2 separate regions of the Mus musculus genome follow, and region 2 is linked to region 1. The links are chromatin contacts, called in public promoter capture Hi-C maps. All regions are on one chromosome and are shown on one strand. The core of a region is the stretch at or near the end of the contact, and the rest is flanking DNA. Distances in the headings are between cores, read along the strand shown.

Evidence for each region. Promoter capture Hi-C pulls out the DNA fragments that hold promoters and counts their contacts.
Region 2: a contact with region 1 is called in a promoter capture Hi-C map of pre-B cells, with 4 times the contacts expected there. The contact joins the promoter of Slf1 here to the promoter of Exoc3 in region 1. A contact is called at or near these places in 2 of 39 promoter capture datasets (liver and pre-B cells).

What each region holds. Positions count from the first base shown.
Region 1 is chr13:74,206,207-74,212,235 of GRCm38.p6, reverse strand. It overlaps Exoc3 (exocyst complex component 3), which reads left to right and starts at 3,536. Exons shown (of 13, transcript NM_177333.4): 1 at 3,536-3,578; 2 at 5,139-5,329. The coding sequence starts at 5,156. It overlaps Ahrr (aryl-hydrocarbon receptor repressor), which reads left to right. Exons shown (of 11, transcript NM_009644.3): 11 at 1-1,118.
Region 2 is chr13:77,131,585-77,137,464 of GRCm38.p6, reverse strand. It overlaps Slf1 (SMC5-SMC6 complex localization factor 1), which reads left to right and starts at 1,997. Exons shown (of 21, transcript NM_134071.3): 1 at 1,997-2,112. It overlaps 2210408I21Rik (RIKEN cDNA 2210408I21 gene), which reads right to left and starts at 1,929. Exons shown (of 20, transcript NM_001145676.1): 1 at 1,835-1,929.

The DNA.
Region 1 (6,029 bases), core at 2,287-4,786:
AATGAATAACAGCAGGTAAAATTTGAGTCTTCCACAACACTTCCTGTTCTAAACACATGCCTAGCTCCTAAGGGCAGGACATGCTCATACCACTCAAGTGTCTTCCAATCTAGTATTTCTCTCTGAAAGTCCTTAGTTATGTTCCCATTCTAAGTCATACTCATCATGCTACACACTTCCTACACAAGGAGCAGGGGACACAGTAGACTGTTATGTTTCAATGTATACAATATTTACCAAGTTTTCTGGAGACAGTGAAAAAAAAACCTAGGGAAAGGGACCATGAAGATGGAATTCAGAGACAGTATTAGACCAAGTGGCATGAATCCCAGCACTTGAGTGATTGAAACAGAAGATGAGCAGTTCAAGCCTACATCAGACCTTGTCTCAAACAAAATAAAACAAAATACATTACTACATATTTACCATCCCCTTGCTACGTAATCAAAGAAGAGCTGTGTCCCCAGGGAAGTCCCTATGTTCTCTGCCCAGGTACTCTGAACCTTTCAGATGTACCTCATCTGCACCCCTGCTGGGATGACTTACCAAATGTGGAGCGTGGGCAGCTCTCCAGGGCCCTGGGCTTCCCTGCAGGTCAGGCTTTGTGGACACTTGAGTTCTGCACTTGGATGTCATTTTAGCAGATTTTGTGTTTTGGGGGTACCACACCCTATGGCAAGCTTGGATACCTGGTGCCAATGCTGTCTAATGAAGATCAAATCTCCCCAACTTGCACTTTTGCTCATTCATCACAAATCTCCAGTCAGCTTGCACAGGAAGCGAAGAGAGGTTGTTCCTATTTTAGCATTTCACCATATACACTAACTACAAGTTCATGGTTTTTTGTGATAGCTAGCTTTTGCCTATATGGCTAAAAAAAATATCAAAAATTAAATGTAGTGAGAGATGGGCTGGGGAGGAATAAATACAAAGTGCCCTTATATTTGCAGATTCGACTGGGGGAAAGTCCTCAAGAACTTTAGGCATACACTACAGTGCAGCTGTCTGTGCTGTTTTCTTGGTGCTCTGTTTTAACAGAGAATCCAGATGCATTTCTCATGTGGTGGTTTGTACTACATTTGCAAAACTTGTGTAAAATAAATCTCATATTTCTATGTATTTAGTGTGAGATTGTGTGCCTTTTCCTTCAGAGGGTGTTTTGGATTCACGTTCTAGGATTGCAGAAGGGGATAATAAATGTGAAAGTAGAAAGGTTGGAGTTAAGGGTTGGTATTGGGTCCTCCTCTGCTCTCACGGGGGTGGGGTGGGGTCAGGAGCCTCCTGTGCCCTAGGACATCCCAGAGCAAGGCAGAGCAGAGGGATCTTTTCACCCAATGATATTTTTATTCTGCAATAGATACATTTTAACCTTTTTTTCTTTATGGCTCATGTACTTTGTATTTTCACAACAGTCTCTGTGGCTTTTGACAAAACCTGGGAAGTTGATGTTAATGTCACCATCCACAAATTTTTTCAGGCTTTAATTGGCTATTATGAGAAAACTTCCTCCACTACTAACCCCTTTGTTTCCTTATGTTTTAAATTTTCTCTTTTAACAGTTTCACCTTGCTTAATCCACTTACCTGCACTCATCTGAACATATTTGTACTTCCCACTCTGTTCTTAATTATGCATCAAGTCTCCCTTTTCCCACATTCTCTTCGGTCTGAAATCCTCTATGCTCTCTTCCTTGTCTCTGTTCTACTTGTTTGGAGGCTACAATTCTATCTCTTTGGTGCATATTTAATAACATCTACTGTGTAGCTCATCAAGAAGTCTGGCCTCTGAGAACATGAACAAGTTTTGGCCACATTAAGACTCACTTCTATTAAGATTGAGGGGGCCCAAAGAGCCCTTCTGGATTTTCTTTGCCAAAGGCTAGGCCTTAGCACTACTCTTCACACTGAAGAGGAGGAATCTGTCCCAAGTGCAGTGTCTTTGGCAGCCTTCTCTACTTCAGGGCCTAGCATAGCCATGTAGCCTTCTAGCCATCCCCAGGATAGATTGGTTCTGTTGTGTTTCTGGACCCACCTGTTCACCAAGGAAGCTCTAAGGTGATCATCTGGGTTTCTAGGATTCTCCATATGCTCTTCACCTACTTGGAACCCATGCCTTCTCCTTTGTGTGGGCAGGTGTAAAAATGGCTTTGGGGCTACTCTCCCTGCTTCAGGGCTGCAGAACCTTTAGTCACTGCTTCATTTTTTTTTTTCTTTCCCTACTTTGGCTCTGGTCATTCCTAGGCCTACCTATGAACTTACTTGTACACTCAAAAGTATCCTGAGCTTTGTCACTCTGTGGCTTACCAAAAACAAAAGCTGAGATTCTTATTTTATTTATTTAATTGAAAGGAAACAAGCTGAGTCATCTACTGAAGCAGTTCACATCTAACTAGGCTAGTTAACTGAATTCGTTAGGGAGCACCATGACTAAACACTCCACTATATAGTGGGCAGCAGGAGATTAGGGTTGGATATAAGGTAACTAAGGAAAACCGCAGCTTTGTCTTGGTAGCTGTGCCTCCCCACTTTGCAGTTAAACATTCATGAAGCTGAAATTTCTCCTGTTTTGTCATAAACTAAGGGGTCAGGGCACTTTCCCAGTTGCAACCCCTACACTAAGGGAGGGTCTGCATCTTTAAAAGACTGACTTCATCATATAATTTGCATTGTGGTTATGACAGGTTACCTATACTGTTCTTTCATTTACTGAAGATTTACCCCATCATCCATTGGCTTGGGAGAGCCAGACTTTGTAGTGATGTTATGGATAGGCACACAACTCAACAAATGTATGCAGAAAAGGTGAAAAAAAAAAAACACAACCAAACCTGTCAGGGTAGGGTTGTCATACCTGATGGGTGAGTGGAAGAACCTAAACCCCGCCAAAATTTACTAAAAGTTCGTAACAGTGTGGGGAAATCTCTGTATCTGCAGAGGTAGAACAAAGTTTCTGGCTGTTCTAGGTACCGGGGCGACTCGATGCTTCACTGCTTCCTTCAGCTGGAGTAATTCCACCAGCTGCTGTTTTGCTCGTGGTTTTGTTTTCTTCGCCGCTTCTACGTGCTACGCGAGCAGCTATCAGCAGGCAGCCCACTCTCTGTGGCACTGTCCTGAATACTTGAAATCTACTTGCTGTCAGAAACCTCTGGGGGATGAGGGCGAGGACAGCAAGAAGAAACAAATATACGAAATATAAGTAGTGGAATCTTGAATACAAGACACAGTAAAGATATGGAGAGGTGTGGAGAGACTAAGGTAGCTAAGGGGAGGAACTGAGCAAGGGCAAACCTAAGTGGTTAATCCGGAGAGAAAGGGTGGGTACAATAGGTGCTACTTAAAATAAGAGGGTCGGGAGAGCGCCAAACGTCAGACGGCGGAGCCAGGCCTGAATCTGTAATCCCTGATCCTGAGTCTGTGTCACCAGAAGCACAAGTTTCCTAAGAGTCTACAGAAAGATCGCCCGTACAGCGCCTTCAAGGTTACCCAGAGCCCATCCTTCCGCCCAGACGCCGGAAACGGAAGTGACCGCGTTGCACACTTCCGGTCCGGCTCCGGGAGGTGGCAGCGGCGTTGCGGACGGTGAGGAAGCTCTGCTCTGACAGCCTTGGGTGCCTGTGCGGTGGGCGGGGCGCTGGGCCCTCGACTGTGGCACAGTGTACCCCTTAGTGGGTTTGTCCTTGGCGAGGGACAGCATCGGCCGACGTTTCTGGCGGGATGCGACACCCTCTAGTGCGGGTCCCTGGGCGGGTTTGGGTTTGTCCTCGGTGTGCGTCCCTCCCATCTCCTTGGTCGGGGCTGCTTCTACCCTCAGAGTTCCCTTTTGCCCCAGAGGCCGGAAATCTGACAGTCCTCAAGCTGCCATTGGAAGCAGATTTGGTGGCGATCCAGTACAGTTTTTTTAGTTTTTGATTCTCTGTGTTCAGGTTTATGAGTGGACTCTTTCTTGCAAAGCTTTTTTGGTTTTGGGTCAGCTTTCCTTTTGCATCTGGCTTGTAACACTGCCACAGGAGTGCCTTTCACCTGTCAGCTGGAGTGGGGGACTCCATGCCAGAGGGATGGTTTGGTATTATGTTTAATACCTAGTCCTGTAAATAGAATTATACAAGTTTTAATGTTTTGGGAATGCTGAAGATAACATGTCAAACTAAAGCAAAAGAAAAAAAAAAAAGCCCGCAGTGAATCAGTCCTGTTAGAAGTGGTTGTGGAATCCTCTTTCTGTGGCCTGCTCAGATTTCCTGTCTGGGTACGAGTAATTTTATAGTCAGAAGATGAAGATGGTGTTTGCAATGCTGTTCCACTTGAATGAAAATGCAAAGAGAGAAATACACAGGGAGAAGCTACATAACTGGAAATGTACAATGGATTTTAGTGGTTTTCTGAGACTACTTGGGAATAGAGTGAAAGATTCCAGAAGGTAGGTCTTTATCACATCTGTGGCTGTTGAGTAGCTGAAATTAAAGGAAACAGTGTTATTAATTCCCTCATTTGCTGGATAGTCAGCAAATAGCCATTGTAGGTCCATGACTTGGATAGTATTAGATATTAGACTAAAGGGTGATTGACCGGGTACATTTGTGCTTAGGGGAAACAAGCTACTCAAGTAAGGACAATAAATTACCTTTTGCTGTCTTATCTTTGTTTTTAGAAGTGTTCAAAAGTAAGAAGTGGTATCTTGGCCACCCAGAGCAATGGTAAGGGAGTATAAGACTCGTGTTTGCCCACTGGGCTGCTGCTGAAGTGTAGGTAATAGTTGTTGCCTTCCAGTGACTAACTACCCCATGGACTTGGGCAGCACTAGGGTGAGCTCCAGAAATGAAAAGCTGATCTTTTATAGGGCTAAGAATTGTGTTAGAGCTGCCTTTGACATAGTCTTAAGTCCCTGTATAAATACTCTCTGTGTGACTGTCTTACGCCTGTGAGATATCCCTGCTTCTCTCTGTTAAGGTAAAATCTTCTTAGCAATTGAATTCTAAGGATTTGCAGTTTTGTTAAGGAGTTTATGACCCAAGTTCAGCTTTCATTTCTAGTTTGCTAATTTAAATGCCATAGAAATTCTCCATTAGTTGCATGGTGAGCACATGACCTTTGCATGTGGAGTCGTCACTTCATTTTGACATACCCTCTCCTTTGTGTATATAGTGTACCTGTGGTATGACATGTGCAAAGATTCTGCCTGCTTTTTGACAATGAAGGAGACAGACCTGGAGGCTGTTGCAACAGCAGTCCAAAGGGTTGCTGGGATGCTTCAGCGCCCAGACCAACTGGACAAAGTGGAGCAGTATCGCAGAAGGGAAGCTCGGAAGAAGGCCTCTGTAGAGGCCAGGCTAAAGGTAGGAGACCATAGAAATGACGGGACTGAGCATTTGTCTTGAGTTTCTCTTCGCCACTACCCTGCTTGCCTACCACCCTATTTTATGGAAATATATTCTCAACTGAGGTTGACTCAGTCTTGTGACAAGTTAACATAAAGTTAGTCAACACAGTATAGTATATATTATGTGTGTGTGTGTACATATACACTTAAATCTAGATTCTGTATATGAAAGCCTGGTATTTTTGTCTTTCTTCTTACTGTTTTTTCAAGTTCCTTTCATTTGGACTAGCAGTTCTCATCCTGTAGATCATGATCCCTTTGGGGATCGAGCAACCCTTTCACAGGGGTCAGTCACCTAAGACCATCAGAAAACACACATTTACAGTAATGTTCATAATAATAGCAAAAAATTTAAAAAGTACATTTATGAAGTAGCAAGGAGCCGGGTGGTGGTGGTGCACATCTTTAATCCCAGCACTTGGGAAGCAGAGGCAGGTGAATCTCTGTAAGTTCAAGGCCATCCTGGTCTTCAGAGCAAGTTCCAGGACAGCTAAGGCTGTATAAAGAGACCCTATCTGGAAAACCTACCTACCAACCAACCTACCAAACAAAATGAAGTAGCAACAAACATAATTGTATGGTTGGGGTCACCACAACATGAGGAACGTGTTAAAAGGCTGCAGCATTAGTAAGATTGAGAACCACTGCTTTAGACT
Region 2 (5,880 bases), core at 748-3,247, 2.9 Mb before region 1:
CATTTAGAGATGATACACCTAACCCTCCTGAGACTGGAGGCCCCAGGGAGTTTAGGGGTCAGGTGGGGTGGGGGCTGGAGGCATCCACGAGGAGACAGGGGGTGGAGAGGAGATATGAGATGTGGAACAGTCGGAGGGTGGATTGGGCAAGGGAGGAATAAAATATGGAGTGTAAAAAAGAAAAAAAGAACTCCCAATGTCCCATTTCCCAAACACTGGAATTACAATCACATGTCACCATGATAGGTAAATACAGTAAAGAGCTAAGTTCCAGAATCAGGAAGACTGGAATCTCAGTCATGACAATTTTATACGTATATGTTACGACCTCTCAGTTGCACTATAAAATGTATGCAAAGAGACAGGATTTTTCTTTTGTAAACATTAAATAGTGAATATAAACTGCTAGGCAGAAGGCAGAGACACCTGTGAGCATTCATGAAGTGCTATATGAATCCAAGGCACAAATAAGAACAGTGCTTTTTTTTTTAAAGCTAGTTGCTATGCGTGACGAACATAAAATCTCCCTGAAAGTATTTATAACTGTTTAAGATATAAGTTAAAAAAATCATAAGGTGACAATATTTGCATCATTCAGAAACTATAAAAGTTCAGTGATTAATCAAACAGGCAGTTAAAAAGATCAACATGCTTTTCTAAATATAGTTTTACTCTCAAAAGGCAAAGGGGCGCTTGTCTGATGCTTCAGGTCCCTTTAATTGAATATATGACATTTTTCTTTTTAAAAAGATTTGTTTATGCATATATTTTATGTACATGGTGTTTCATCTGCATGTATACCTGCACACCCGAAGAGGTCACTGAATCTCATGTTACTAGAGTTACAGATAGTTGTGAGCTGCCATGTGGGTGCTGGGAATTGAATTAGTGACCTCTGGAAGAGCAGAGAGCTCTTAATCAGTGTACCATCTCTCTAGTCCTAATATTATATTTTAATTTATGGTACACTCTAGACGTCTTTTGAGATTGACTGATTTGGAGAAATGGGAAAAGGTGATCAACAAATAATAAGAGGATGAGTGAACTCCCCCGAGGAAACTGCATTGGTCAAGAAAGAGTAACACTTTTTGCGTCTTTGAATAAATGAGCATCTTTCCTCGAACTAGACATTTGTCAAAAGCAATTTCTCTTTACAACTCCTCTGGGTAACTCCAAATCCCCACCCAAAATTATCCTGAACTATTCGCAGTGAGTTCATAGTAAAGTCAGAACATTCCTTACTGAAAGTGTACCTGATTCTAATCAATGATTTCCACAACATAAAACGTGTATCTAAAGCTGATGCATACCGTTATAGGAATGATAGCGTCTCAGTAATGCATAGCAGAAAAAAAACAAAAAACAAAAAAAACAAAAACAGAAGCCATTTTTAATTAAAACTGAAGGAGAAAAGTTCAATTAATTGAAAATCAGGAATGTCCCATTCTGAATGCATGCAAAAGCCGCCGTCTTCAGCTGCCTGCTTGCCCTCCCAAGTGAACCCCCAACTATTTTAACAGTATTCAGTAAAGGGTACATAATGTAACTTTCAAGAAACAGGGAGACCAAACCCTGCGAATAGACAGGGTAGAAACACTGCACAGAACCAGTTGTCTTCGGCTAAGATCGACTTCCACGTTGGAGGTAAGTCAAGCGAATGAAGACAGTGAGCCGGATCCCAGGGCCTTCTCCAGCCTCAAGGAGGATCAGGCACCAGAGGAAAGGATGGGGATTTAGGGGGCCAACTTCTGTCTGCTCACTTCTCGGTCCTATCCACATTCGGCAGGTAGCTGGCAGGCCGAAAACACCGGGAAGAGAGGGAAAAGTCACTTACCAATCTCCGTCTATGGCGCTGATCCTGCAAGGGCCTGACGCGCTGGCCAGAACCAAATAGTCGGCATCTCAGGCAGCCCTGGCGACCGCTCGAGAGCGTCACTGACAACCACCCGGAACTGGTAAACTGCTTCCGGGAACGCCGAGCGCGCGGCGGGAAATTGTTTCCTAGAACCTAGTTTATTGGAGCAGGGAGTCCTACGGTGGTAGTCGTCGCCCCTACCGCCACCACCGGCAGCTTCGCAAGACGAAACCAGCCCAGAAGCTTCGGCCGGGAAGGTAAAGCGCCTCAGCTCGGAAGACGCCATTTACCGCGTTCTCAGGCAGCGCCTCTGACTTCCCGGCCGTCCTCTCTGGGCCGCGGAGGCGCTTGGCGCTCGTGCTTTCACAGCCTTGGTTCCTTCAAGGTGAACTCGGGGCCCGCGCCCGTGCCGATGGCCGGGCCCTCCGATCTCGGCCTGCCCGGCCCTTCTGGGCAGACAGGTCCCTGGCGAGCCCCGCAGCGCGCCCAGGCCGCTGCCCGCTGCCGGGGCTCCGGGCGCTAGGCCGCTCGCGTCTCCCGTTTCCATAGAACCGCCTAGGACGCCTCACCCCGTGCCAGTTCTTGGATGCCTACAAACCTTAGCTTCCATGAAGGTGGCAGGGATTCCCAGGGCCTGCCTTTCATTAAGATGAAAAACGAGACATTCTTTCTCTCGAGTAGAATTGTTTTTCACACCGAAATGAAAATGAGCTTTTTATCTCAGCGGTATTGTAGGCTTTGAACAGCAGCGCGCGAGCACCTCTCCTAAAGGAAGGGTTTGTGTTCCTGGGGTTCCTGAGCACCAGGACAACTCTAAGTGACAGAAATGTATTGCGTTTTCAAGGTCTGGCTAAATTGATACTCATTTACCTTAATACTCCAAATCGGGATTTGGGACCTGTGGTTGATCGAAATTGATTTTCAATTCCCCAAGCTCTTTTGTGAAAAATGACTATCCTCTACAGAGGAAAATAGATAAATAAATAAGAGAAAAAATTCCTTTGAAACATTGGAAATGACTTGAATTCAATCACGACCCAGGTCTTATATTGGTTTTCAAGCTGTTGCTGTGAATGGAATGATTCTTGTTTATTCTAGGTGTTCAAAACATAGCTTGATCATTTGGGTAGATTTGTGTGAGAAGAAATTTGATTATTTGTAAGGTAACATTAAGAATTTCACGACCTAGGATGTTGAAACACTCAAATGTTTAGATATATCTTAATGTGAGACAGTCTTCAATAAGCAACTAAACTTCAGTTAGACCTGTTTTCTTAGTCGAGATTTTTCTCATGCTTCATTGACTTGGGTGAAAATCAATGATATGATTTAGAATATTTTTGCTTTTGTAAAGCAGAAAGCTTAGATCATGTTGGTGTATGAAACAGTAGTCTGTTGTAATTCCTTTTCATAATCAAAATAAAGAGCAGTTAAAATTCCATTCCATGCATTCACAATTTCCATGGCTGCCTCTTTGATTTTTAGGAAACCAATAGTATAGGCTTACTAATTAAATAGTATTTTCAGTTTGTTTCTTGGCTGTATTATTCTACAAATTTCCACTGTTTTAAAAACCAGGTAAAGAATAAATTCAGTTCTCCATAGGTTAAAATCATAAGGCTAAAGGAGACTGAATACTTTCAGAACTTAAGTCGAACATCACCTGTTCTTTTTAAGCGATTCCAACAAGATTATTTTGAAATTTAAAATATATTATTTTAATAATATGCATGAAAATTTTCAATAATTGATCCAAATCTGTTTTGAGAGAGAAAAATAGAAACTTTTATCAATAGGAAAGTAATAAAACTCTTTAGAATATTCCAGGAAATATGTGAATATTTTAGATATTGGAATTATGTTTTTGAAAATGATTAATAATTGTTTAATTTCTTCATTTTGTTGTTCTAAATGTCTCCTATCCCACGTAGTAGATTCTTTTTTCATGTAGTATTACCTTCCTGCTATACTGATAGAAATTAGATTGCTTTGTAAAATTGCCTCATAAGATTGTTTAAGAGAGGTAGATTAAGTCTAAAATTTAAGCCAGATTGGCATTGTAGAAAAGGCATAGCCTTTCCACAGTAACAGACTTAAATCTTGGTTTCACTGTCTATCCAAAGATTTAAATCCTCAAGGTAGGTTTTTTTTTTTTTTTTTCTCTGCCCTTGGTACTAGGGATTGACTCAGTATTTATTTCCTTATCTAGGTTAAATTAGGTGTAATTTCCAGCATTCTTACCAGTATCTTGTATTCTCATCTACATTTAGGTAGATATACTGGATAAATATATGAAGTTTTTAGACTTGTAGAACACACTTGGTTCTTAATAAGAATTAAATCAATCATTTTAATTAATCTTAGACTTGTGCTTTTCTTACAGTTTGCTTCTTAAGGACTACTTTAATCCCAAATTCAAAGTTTTAGTCCAGCCAGCACCATGTATAGTGTTGGAGAGATAGGAATGTCTCTACATTGTTCTTCAGTCTCCTATTTTTTCTTTCTTACACATTTTGTTAATTCTCTGTTTCCAAATTCTTCATTAAAGGAATTAATGACCATTTCTTTTTAATATTCAAGAATATTTCAGAAATCTCATCACTAGGGACTTAGGGTTTTTTGTTTAGATTTGTGTTTTGTATGTTGCTTGTAGATTGAGCCTAGGGTCTTGCAGATGCTATGTAGACACAGTAGCTTTGAGCTCCATTCTCAGTCCCTCCAGACCTCAGTTAAATAAGGTCACATTATGGGAAGGTGGGACAGGAAGTAAGATGGCTTCTTTTTATGTTTATTTTGTGTGTGCCTGTGTATATATATGTTCCATCTGTGTATTGGGATCAAATCAGGTCTTTAGGCTTGGTGGCAAGAGCCTTTACCTGCTGAGCCACTAACAACATTTTTTAAAACAAATTCCAAAGGCTTGATATATTAGACCAAAGGTCTATTTCGTAGGCCAGGATTCCAACACTCCACCTGTAATTACACAATTCAGAGCCAGCAGAATATAACTCACATAGTATAGGAGTGTATGCTATTGTAGTGTATGTATTGTAGCAGTATTGTAAAACAGAAATCCAGAGCTTTGGCCATACTCAATTTCATTGTAATTTTAAGTTTAAATTTAATTTTTCAGTTAAATCTCTCAAATTGTGAATTCAAAGCTGTGAAATTAACCGTCCTGGAGACTTGTATATATTTTGTAAAAGTCTGTTCAAATAATCTCCAGTAAAAGATGGTCTTAAATCAAAATATTATCCTATTATAATGAAAACAAAGAGACTGCTAATTTTTAACATGCGGTTTTAAAACAATGGAAAAATAATCAAAAATCCAAAATTAATAAAAAATTTAAATACATGCCCACATTTTGTTATATGCTTGTTTTTCATACACACACAAAACTAATACATCAGTTTTATAATGTAAAAAAATTAGAGATGATTTAAATTGCTATATACTCGTAGTACTTTTGAAATGTTCTATACTCAGTGTTTGTTGAAATTAAAAAACAAATATTGGTAAAGATAATTTTAAAAGTAAAAATTTAGTTCTTATATATGTATAAGAACTAAAACACATATATATACATATGAGTGGTTATAAAACATTATAATGCAGAATAGGAAAGATTTACCCTCACTTGTTCCAAGGACTTTGTTAGGCACAATGACTTCTTTCTGAAGCAATTTGTTTAGCCAACTGTTGATCCTACCCTCTCACCTACCCTGTTTGCCTATCCTGTCCCATAGGGTTTCACTCTGTCTATGCTGACCTCTGTCTTGTAGTCATTGTTCTGCCTCAACCCAACCGGAAGCCTTTGCTTTATTTTTTTACCTTTGTTATTGTTGTTTTGGGTTTTGTTTGTTTGTTTTTTTCTTTTTTGTTGTAGTTGTTTCTTTGTTTTTGAGTCAGGGTCTCACTGTAGCTGTTGTTGGCCTGGAACTCACAGTGTAGACCAACCAAGCTGGCTTGAATCAGAGATCCACCTGCCTCTGCCTCCTAAGTGCTGGGATTAAAGCTATACT